Linked DNA regions of Mus musculus: regions 1 and 3 are each linked to region 2. The links are chromatin contacts, called in public Hi-C maps. All regions are on one chromosome and are shown on one strand. Each heading gives the region's core, a stretch centred on a gene start, on an enhancer-like site or on the middle of the called end of the contact. The rest is flanking DNA. Distances are from core to core; before and after follow the strand shown. Region 1 holds the start of Phc3 (polyhomeotic 3). Region 2 holds the start of Plk4 (polo like kinase 4). Region 3 holds the start of Mfn1 (mitofusin 1).

What was found. A called contact is a pair of places that touch in the nucleus more often than the background predicts.
Region 1: a Hi-C map of CD8 T cells shows a contact between it and region 2, with 5 times the contacts expected there. The contact joins the promoter of Phc3 here to the promoter of Plk4 in region 2. A contact is called at or near these places in 2 of 484 Hi-C or Micro-C datasets (CD4 T cells and CD8 T cells).
Region 3: a contact with region 2 is called in a Hi-C map of B cells, with 6 read pairs. The contact joins the promoter of Mfn1 here to the promoter of Plk4 in region 2. A contact is called at or near these places in 1 of 39 promoter capture datasets (pre-B cells) and 1 of 484 Hi-C or Micro-C datasets (B cells).

Annotation. Positions count from the first base shown.
Region 1 is chr3:30,967,615-30,971,435 of GRCm38.p6, reverse strand. It overlaps Phc3 (polyhomeotic 3), which reads left to right and starts at 2,021. Exons shown (of 15, transcript NM_001165954.1): 1 at 2,021-2,062. The coding sequence starts at 2,049.
Region 2 is chr3:40,798,422-40,801,880 of GRCm38.p6, reverse strand. Plk4 (polo like kinase 4) reads right to left here and starts at 1,930. Exons shown (of 16, transcript NM_011495.2): 1 at 1,598-1,930; 2 at 786-881; 3 at 1-96. The coding sequence starts at 1,627.
Region 3 is chr3:32,527,307-32,530,740 of GRCm38.p6, reverse strand. It overlaps Mfn1 (mitofusin 1), which reads right to left and starts at 1,259. Exons shown (of 18, transcript NM_024200.4): 1 at 1,046-1,259.

The sequences.
Region 1 (3,821 bases), core at 772-3,271, 9.8 Mb after region 2:
AGTGAGTCTGAGACATCAAATACTGTGCTATTTATACAGTTGGAGTTTGGTTTGGGTTTGATTTGATTGTGCTCTGGGTCTTCCTTCTTGAAGTAAGGAGGTTTTAAACGTATTTCTGATTTTATAGGCACCCACAGTTGAGAGACATTAGGTTTTTAAAAGACTTTGGATTTTAAAAGAGACTGGATATTTTACAGAGCCTGGATTTGTAAGTGTTTGAATTTTTAAAGCCTATGGGACTTTCTAAGTTTGTAAAATGTTTTATATTGTGATGTCTTTATGTGTGATCTCAGGGATGGGAAAGAAAGGAAAATTTGTGGCTTAACAGTGATGTGTCTCTGTGTCAAACTGCTAAGGGGTCAGTTGTACTGTCTAATTTTATGCCAACTTGACACAAGGCTAAAGTCATTGGCGAGGAGGGAGCCCCAACTGAGAAACTATCTTAATAATATCAGTGTGTAGGCAAGCCTGTAGGGCATTTTCTTAGTGATCAATGTGGGCAGGCCCCACCTATTGTGGCTGGTGATCCTGGTTCTATAAGAAAGTAGACTGAACAAGCCAGTAAGCAGCAGCCCTCCATGACCTCTGCATCAGCTCCTGCCCTGCTTCAGTTTCTGTTCTGACTTCCTTTGGTGATGAACGGTGATATAGAAGTGTAAGCCAAATAAACTCGTTCTCCCATGACCTGCTTTGGGGATGGTGTTTCATCACAGCAATGGAACCCTGAGACACTGAGATTAGTGCACTTCATCTCAGGAAATAGGAGACACTGTTTACGATCACTATGCTTCTTTCTCAGTCAAGAGCAACAGAGATTTGCTTATTTCTTGGATCTATGAAGCAAAGTCACACTGTGTATGTATGTCTACAAAATCCACTTTTCAGACTATTTTGGATACATATTTTTAATGTTTTATAGTTGTAGTTAATTTTTCTTCTTTCTTTCTTTCTTTCTTTCTTTTTTTTAAACACAGTCTTACATATCCCAGGCTAGCCTTAAAATTTCTGTTAGACCCGAGGTGGGGAAAAACATTTCCACAACTGTCTGATTAAGCAAGCTATACTTAGACTGGCTAAAGGCTGCCTCATCCAAGTTCAGGTTTCAGAAAGCAGCCCCTCACTGGCTTTTGAGGTCTCTGTTGTGGGGCAAGGATTAGGGTTGATAGATTACAGCTGTTGAGAGCGTTGGCTGTTAGCACCAGGACAGAAGAATGGGGGGACTCAGGGCTCAAGGCCGGCTGTGAGGTATACAAGGGTAAGACACTATATGGAAGGGGAGTCATCAGAGATGTTCAGGAGTTTAGCAAGGCAAAGGAGTATACATCATGGGGTTACAAATTCAGCAGAGGTTAAAAAGCATGGTTTTCAGGATATCTTAGGTTCAGGAAACAGAAGCTTACCCTTGCAAGGTATGGGGACACCATCCCCAAAGCAGGACATGAGGGAAAGGGTTTATTTGGCTTACACTTCTATAGCACCGTTCATCACCAAAGGAAATCAGAACAGGAACTCAAGTAGGGCAGGAACCTGGAAACAGGAGCTGATGCAGAGGCTGATGCAGAGGCTGTGGAGGGCTGCTGCTTGTTCAGTCTGCTTTCTTATAGAACCAGGATCATGGGGTTTCTGTTTTACATTATATAGTCTAGGATGACTTTGAATTTTTATTCAAAACAACACTTTCTAAGGGCCTAGCCATGTCTGGTTTATGTGGGGCTGGGTATTGAACCTAAGACTTGATGCACGTTTCTGAAAGTATTCTAGCAACTTCTACATTTCCAGCGCTAAGCAGAACTTTTTCTATATTCGTCGCAGACCCCGGGCTAAGACAAAGATTCTGAGCCATAGAAATAGAGGGTGTCTGGGAAGGACCACTTAGGGAAACACAGGCCACCTCACAGAGAGAGTTGAGGTGGGAGGGAGCCTGGCAGTCGCTGGCCTCACGTGACCTCTGCGCCCCCCGCCCCCCAGATCCCGCCCCTCGGCTCTTGGCTCTTGCAGGGGGAAAAGGAGGCGCATGCGCACTTCGTGTTAGTGATGGAGGAGAGAAGATGGCGGAAGCGGAGTGAGTGACTTGCTGGTGACTGATGTCGTAACCGGGGGGCGAGTGAGGGCTGCGACACGTTCCCCCGAGGCAGCTCTTGGGGCTCCGAGGCTGGCGGTGCAGGGCGGAGGCGAGGCGGGAGCCACGGCGTGGTGGAGAAGCCCGACTGTGGGAGGAGGATGGCAGGTCCAGCCAGCCTCCCCTCGGGAGTGCGTGCTGCGCCGTGCGGTCCCGGGGCTGTGTGGTCCTAAGCGCACAGCTACCCGGGGGACCCTAGTCTCCGGGCTCTCCCGGGACGCGAGCCCTGCGGCGCTCGGCCGGGGCTGTCATTCCAGCCGCGGTCCCCGCCGAGGTGTGTCCGGCTGGGCAGGCGCCGCCGGGCCTCCGCGCTGGCTCCTGCGGGCCCGTAGCCGTCTGTCTGTCCGTCCGTCCGTCCGTCCGTGCGGCGGGGGCGCGGGGAGGCGCAGGGAGGCGTCCGGACAGCGGCTGCGGCCCACGGCCGAGGCTCCCCACCTCCCCGGCCTTTCCTTGCAGTCCCCCTCCGGGCTCGGGCTGCGGCGGCGAGCCTCCCTCCCTGGAGGGCCGCATTCTTGGGTAGCGCTGTGATGCTATGCTCAGTTGGCGACTTGAAACTTCAGGTTCCCGGGTAGGCCTCTGGAGTGCCAGAGCTGAACGCGGCAAGTATTTCCGTGCCAAGCCCGTGCGCTCCCCGAAAGTGTTCTTTTGTACCAGGCCTCGAAATGTAAAGCGATGGTTTGCCCAGTTGCACACATCCAATGTTTAGAATTACTGTCTAGGTTCCCTGACCATTTTTGGTTCGTCAGAACTCACTGTCTTCTTCGCCCGCCTTTGGGCTTTGAGAGCACAGCTGAGCAGAATAAGACTTTGAAAGGCCAGGGTTTACGGTGGTGGCTTGGATGCCATTGGTCCCGGTGCCAAAGTGTTTTGACACGCAGTAGTTTCAAGATTTTACCTTACTGCTGATTGAGTGTAGTATTGAGCAGGTGCCATATGATACTGTGGTTTGCTGATTGGAAGGAAATGAACAGCAGAACGTCTAAAAATGTGATTCAGCTCCCACTAAAAGAAGTTAGCAGCCCCATCTGTTTTTCCTTTCACCTTACTTTCTCCCTTGTATATTGGAGCTGTTAATACAGCCTATGGTGGCTGGAGACTCCTGAGTCTCATTGAGGCCAGCCTGAGCTACGTAGTGACACCCTATTTTGTTTTGATTTTTAAGAAAGAGAAGTAAATGTTCTTGTTACAGGCTTGTCGACGGTGGGAATGCCAGCCGGTTCAACTTTTATTTCTCAGGAGAAAAAGACAGACAAGGAAGGAGGAATCCAGTGGATTCTCATGGGGCCTTCTGAGCCTGGGGTGACAGCTACTGTGGTTTTAGTTTGTAACAGCATGGAAGCCCTTAGAGGCTTGGCTTTATTAAAGTATAGATTTCTCAGTGGGTAAAAATTTGTACTACAACATAAATGACATAAGATCATAATACTGGAGGGAAAAGATTAGAAAGTTTGGTACAAACGTGTACTTTACTGGTTGTGCATTGGAAGCTGAATAAATTATATTCCACACCCCCAAATTTTAGAGCAATTTTCTGTGGGGGGGGGATTTTTGTAAAGATGTAAGAAGTTGCTTATATTTGCTACTTTATTTCTTTATTTCTTATTTATTACTTAAGTGGGCTAATCCGGTATCAAGCTAAACTTCTGACACTAGAGTTAGTAAGGACAATGGTGTCGTCTAAGAAAAGCTACTGAGAATTGAA
Region 2 (3,459 bases), core at 681-3,180:
CTCCAAGACAGAGGGGTGTTTCAACTGGCAATGTATTTTCACCTCATTTTGGACTCTCTGTACCATTCCAGCTTTGTACATGGCTTTCTTATCTATCTAAAAATAAGAGGGCAGATTTATTTGTTGATTTTTATGGTTGTGGCTTGATCTAGAGCCCTGTGCATGCTAGAGAAAAGCACTCTACCACCTAGCTATACCCCTAAGCCCAGACAAAAGCTCAAACAACAACCTATAATTGTAAGAAGTCTTTTTTTTTTAATATAGTCTTTGAAGTCAGTTTACTCCTATCTGTGCTCTGCCCTCGACCTAACAGAGTACATTCCCAGTATGTCCAGTGCATTTATGTGATAGCAGAGATTGGCCCTGGAGTTAGGATTTTCTTTTTCCCAACTCTTCAGAACTGGGATCACAGGCTGACCATAATGGTATTCTTGGACCGTTACAGCCACAAATGAGCATATTATTATTATAAATTGCTGACTTCTCATTACCTTAAGTATTCATAGCAACAAAATGTACTGGTCTCCTGAACCCTAGTAAAGTATAAAACTTCACTTAAGCAAGGTTAAGAGTCTCTTAAATGTCCTTAAATTCAGATGCTGTACTTAACAGCTGTCTTTTGGTTATGCAATGTATTATGCAATTATTACAAATGCACACATTTGGCAGGGTGGCAAGGTGCAGTCTTTAGCAGATAATGAGTGGGACATTTTAAATAGCATGCCTTCATTGCTCTCTAGTACCTTGCAAAAATACTGAAGAAACAATAACTAATACATTCTTACCATTTTGATTGCAACTTCCAAACCAGTGTGTATGGACTCAGCTCTGTAGACACCAGCAAATGATCCTTTACCGAGTAGATTTCCAACCTTAAAGTCCTTTTAAAAAAAAAATTAAGGATTACACGTGAGGAATCGCAGATCTAGAAAGTAAGAAAGTTGGGTAGGGGATGGGATGTGAAATGGGCCAAAGAGAAAAGGAGACATGGTTCAAGCAGCTGCCACACCTCGATGATGCAGGTGTCTGGGGTGGAAGGCATCTTGACGCTCTGAGAGATTTTCTGAGCTCCCTCCCTGATGGAGGCTAAGGACTCTAATGAGCTGGTTAGCTCGGGTCCCTCCTCTGGCCCACCAGGTTCCCGCCGCAGCTCCCGCCACGGTAACCGCCATCCCCGGGGAGGGGGCAAGCGGAGCGCGGCTTTGGAGGCGGGAGTGCGGACCCGACGCCAAGGGACCAGGACCGGGCGGGGCCCGCAGCTGGAGACACACCTGCGGGGTACAAGGCGCTCCCCTCCGGGCGGGGCTCCAGGGGGCGGGTCGCTTCGCCTGTCCCTCGGCGATCAGCCCCGCCACCGCCACCGCGCCTGCCCGCCTCATCCCCGCTTTACTAGTGTCACTGAGCACCAGTGAGCGCCTGAGCCAGACTGGGCCTCAGCCTCAGCCCGCTAACCCGTCTGGTCTCCCGTGTGTTTGTGCCGAGCCACAATGGACCTCCCCTCAGCACTGCGCTCGGTTCACCTCAGCTCACTGGGTCCCGGAATACCAGAGTCCGCCTCCATCGGACCTTCCCTCAGCTCCGCGCCCGCCGGCCTCACCTCGATCCTCTCCCCGATGCACGCCGCCATGTTCCCGAGCCGCCGGCGCCCGGGGCTCGGCCTTCTCGCAGTCCCTCCGAGGCAGCGCTCCGAGAAGCCAGCAGGTCTTGGCGCCCATCAGGACGCCTTCTCTACGCCGCCGCTGGCGACGCCGCCAACGCCACCGAAAGGTACCCCCGGTACCTCCCGAGGCCTGGGCGGCGCCCCGGAGCTCCCATTTTGAAAAATTCCCGCCGGTCTCCGAACGAGCCAGCCTGGCGGTGACGTCAGCACACTCTCCACTTCTTAGAGGCGGAGACCGACACGCATGCGCAGCAGGGGCTTTCCCTCGCTCTAGGCCGGAAGTGGGTTTTAAGTTTGACGGAAAGCGGTCAGTGTACGACTGACCGTAGCGCGGACGCTAATAATAGGTTACGTTTTGACCTGAAGGATAATAGGGCTTTGGCTTCCCGCAGAAAGTCTTTTAAATAAGTGTGTAGGTTTGGCCTAAAGAGAACTAGGGGGAAAAGTCCATTACTTTCCTTAGAACAGCCCCGAACCCGCCAGCCCACCATGTACACCGTTGTGCCATTTTCCTTTTTTACAGCTATTAATGTGTGGTGCTTTAAGATGAACTGTATAGGGAAAACACCGACTCTAAAGTAAAAAAAGCCTGGGGATGTACCTAAGTGGTAAAATGCTTTCCAAGCGTGGACATGTCCTTGGGTTCTAGTTTCTTCTTTCCCAGCAACCCGCTGCCCGGACAGATATTAAAGGTTGGACACAGCGACGCACTGGGGTTGAGTCAGTCCATTCTTGGACTCTAAGGAGTTCCAGGCTAACCTGGGCTACCAATCTTACAAATTTATTTTGAGCCATATGTGAGTGACCTAGGCTAAGTCATTTTCCTCTAAAAATGTTTTGAAGAAAGAGTAGTGGTATGGATCTTTACATTAGTTGCTAGTAAATAATCCGACAGGGGTTTGCTTTTTAGCCTAATTGTTTTGAGATTTTTTAATCAGATGCAAAAAGATCCAAAGTAGTGACTTGTTTTCTGAAGATCCTCAATAGTGTGTTCTCTCTGTGTCTGTGTTTTATCTCAACTCCTAATAGTGTTCCAATCCAGGTCTAGATTGCTATCCCCAAATGCCAGTGATTCCAGGACAAGAAGTGAGGCAAGGAAAGATTCATTTGGAAAGACAGCAAATCAGAGATGATGGCACCTGGGTGGTCAGGGGGTCTATCAACAAAGATGAGTCGTCTTAGTGGGGGCCTGTGTCTCCAAGGGCAATTTATAGTTAGGAATAAGAGGAATAGGCTAGCGGGCACTTTTAAAAGGTTCTATGCTGAGTGAGGTCCTCATTTAGGACCTTTTTGTCTTTGGCTGCAGTATCCTTGAGACAATTAAGGCCAACCTCCACACATATTTAAATGAACACGTTATCCTGCAAGCAAGGCATCACTTCACAAGTTTCATGCTTTTCAGACACTGTGCACATCTCAGGGGTAGGAGATACCGACATAGTGAGTGAGACCTAGCTGCTGTGGGAGAGAGCCATATTTGCCTATCAGTACTCAATGCTGTCAGCTAGCCTCCTGTTATCCACGTCCAGGGGCTCTGATGCCACCTTCTGGCTCCTATCGACATAGCACTCATGTACACAAACCTATACTCACATAAACTCACGTTATAAAAATAAAATCTACAAACAAAAAAGCTGATCTCATGTACAGAACTTTCTCAAAGCTGTTTGAAAACAAAGCACCGTGCCTGCCGGATGGAGCTTGTGTGAAGATACTTTATAATGAACACGTAATTTACGTACACACAGGAATGATTGCACATCAAAAACAAAAACCTGCAATTTAATGGATTCATTTGT
Region 3 (3,434 bases), core at 10-2,509, 8.3 Mb after region 2:
AAAACACTTGTTGCTCTTCAGAAGGACTTAAATTGGTAGCTCACAACCACCTGTAACTCCAGTTCCAGGGGATCTTATGCCCTATTCTGACCTCAAGGGCACTGCGCAGAAACTGTGGTGAAACATGCATCCGTATATGGAAGAAAAACATACACATTAAAAAATCTAAAAACAGAGCAAACATTTAAAATCATGCTTAGTCTGATACCTGCTAGTTCATGCCTCAATTTCCTAATAGCAAAAAATTAACCTGGCCAAATAGATAAAATACTTTTTAGTATTATTTATTTATTTACAGAAACCATGTTAGTCAGAAACCAAAGATTACTCTCGAGTGATCTCCCATTAAAAAAAGAGAAATTTGCCTCCTGTCATGTTACCTGTAATTCAGTTACTCAGGAGTGTCACACAGGAAAAGCTGAAAATTCAAGTCTACAAGAGGCAACAGAGTGAGATCAAGGCTTGCCTGGGTCTCTCAGTGACACTCAGTTTAGAAACCGGTTTAGGGATACAATGGCATTTGCCTAGCATGGGAGACCTGGGAGGGGCTCAATCTTCAATCCTGGAAGAGTAGATATGTAAATAAATGTAAAATCGGTAAAAGCTAGTAACAAAAATCTTGGTTGTAATCCCTAATTTATTTTCCTCGAGTGAAGATGAAACTAGTTTAGCTAAACTAAGTTTCCCAGTTAGCGAAGAAAATAAAAGAATGCCCAAGTCTTAATGCAGTACAGACACCAAGAAGGTAGCAGCTTTCGTCACAATTACGGAGTCAAGACTTAAAGAAGGCATGAAGGAAGGCTTCAAGCCAAAGTCCCCAAACTTAAAGGAATGTTGAATTTAAAGTAAAAGACGTTCTACCTGGAAGCTCCTATGAAAAGCCACCAAAGACAAGCACACGCTAACGCTGGTGTGCGTGAAAAGAAGCGCCGTGGCCACCAGGAGGGTGGCTCCCTCCGGAATCCTGAACTGACGGCGCGGAGGAGGTGCGTGGGGAGAGGAAGCCGCGTGGGCCGAGAGCCTGCCCAGCCGGGTGGATTCCTACCTGGACAGGGCCTTCCCTCAGGCTGGCCGCCCGTCGCCCTTGCCCGGCCCGCCGCCCCGGCCCGTCAGGGCGCTCGCGCTGCGCCGGTCCGGAGCTCGAAGGTCACCCCGGACGTCGCCACCCGCCAGCGGACACTCACTCCGTCCCTGCTCCCCACTGTCACCCAGCAACCACAGCTCCGCCACAGCCCCCTGGCTGTCTCATCCTCCCGAAAGAGGGGAGGTGCCCAGAGGAGGGGCTAGGGGCGGCTACTTCCGGCGCTTCGGATCTCCTATTGGCTGACGCTTCGAGACCAGAACTGCATATATTGCGGGCGCCATTTTCCTTCAGGGCTGAAGGCGAGGTTTGTTTTGGGCAGGAGTTCTTATTAACCACTGGGCTGTTTTCTGTTCCACCTTCCAACTCCTCCCCTTGGTTTTTCCCTTCAGAGTTTTCAAAGCTCAAAGGCGCCAAGTGTGAAAAGATGTCCATGGTTATCTGAGGGTGTAGGGGGAGAAGTACCCCAAAACCACATAGATGTTTATCATGCGGGGGGGGGGGGGGGGGTCGTCAAAACTTTGACTTTTCCAATTGCTCTGGTCTTGATTGGTTTTCTGGGGTTACTGGAGTGAGCTGTGTGTGTCTACTTACTGTAAGAGGTATTACTCAAGAAAATTAATTGTTCATGATTTAAACTTTGTTAGGAATCACCTGGGAATCTTGTTAAACCATTGATTGATTGATCGAGGGTGAAGCCCAAGGACTCTACATGTTCCACCTTCCAAGAGAGGTTTCACAGCATGTGTCCTGAGAGGTTCTTTACAGAGTTAGCAAATGAGATGCTTTTGCCAGGGAAGCCCCTTTATCCATATGAATGGCAGCTACCTCATCTATAAAATACTAAAAATGCCTACTTCATGAATTGTGGGAAAGTAAATGGGTTAGGGTGTAAAGTGCTTAAAACATTGATGGGCACCTGCAAAAGTTGGATAAATAAAAATAAAAGTTGGATAAAAAAGTTGGATAAATACAGTGAATGAGATCATTTCAGACTATGACTGCTATTATGGGGGGGGGGGGAGATCAGGACAAGAGGATAGAGTGAAGAAAAATGAGCAAGGTGGAGCCAAAGAGGTATGTGTTTTCTGAAAGGATGTCATTTCTCAGGTCATTTCAGGACTGTTACTGGGAATATCTGGAGAAAAACTGTCCAAGACACATAGGAAGGACAGTGCTAAAATGGATGAGTTAAAAAAACAAGCATGAGCTGGGCGTGGTGGCACACACCTTTAATCCCAGCACTCGAGAGGCAGAGACAGGCAGATTTCTGAGTTTGAGGCCAGCCTGATCTACAAAGTGAGTTCCAAGACAACCAGAGCTATACAGAGAAACCCTGTCTCCAAAAAAAACAAACAAACAAACAAACAACAACAAAAAACAAAACAAAACAAAACAACAACAAAAAGAACTCACAAACCCGCTGTCACAGCCTCCCAAGTGCTAGAATTCAGATCTGTGCTCTCACTCTGCCTAAATTTGAAGATTTTTGTTTTGGGTTGTTTTTTGGAGACAGTGTCATTTTATATAGACAGTCCTGGGTCCTGGAACTCACTATGTAGAACAAGTTAGCCTTGGACTCACAGAGATCCAATGCCTTTGCCTCCCAGGCCAGATTTTTTAAAATGATTTTTTTCTTTTTGAGACAGGGTTTCTCTGTGTAGCCCTGGAACTCACTCCATAGACCAGGCTGGCCTTGAACTGCCTATTTCCAGGGTATATAGCCAATAAGGATCAGTACTTAAGAGACTGGGGAGAAGGCTCAAGCAGTAAAGTTCTTGCTGTGATGGCATAAAGACCTGGATCCAGATCTCTAGCCACTCATGGGGAAAACAATAATGCTGGGGGTGGGGAAATCTCTGGAGCTGGCTGGCCAGGCTAGCAAATCAGTGAGCTGAGTTCTTTGAAAGACTTGCCAGGCATGGTGGCACACACCTTTGAACCCAGCACTTGGGAGGCAGAGGCAGGAGGATTTCTGAGTTCGAGGCCAGCCTGGTCTACAGAGTGAATTCCAGGACAGCCAGTGCTACACAGAGAAACCCTGTCTTGACAAACAAAAAACAAAAAAGAAAGACTGTTTCCAAAATAAGGTGGAGACTGATAGTGAACGTTGCTCACTGTTGATCTCTAGCGGCTAATGTACTCACACGTGTGCACATACTATGCAAAGCACAGCAAAGACAGGTCAGTACCTAGGGGCTGGCGAATAACTCAGTGACAGTGTGTTTAGTGTGCACAAAGTCCAGAGTCCAATCCCAGTGACAACTGACATAAACTGGAGTCATCAGGGAAGAGGGAACACCCAATTGAGGAACTGTCTTCAAATAATTGGCCTCTGGGCAAGTCTGTAGGG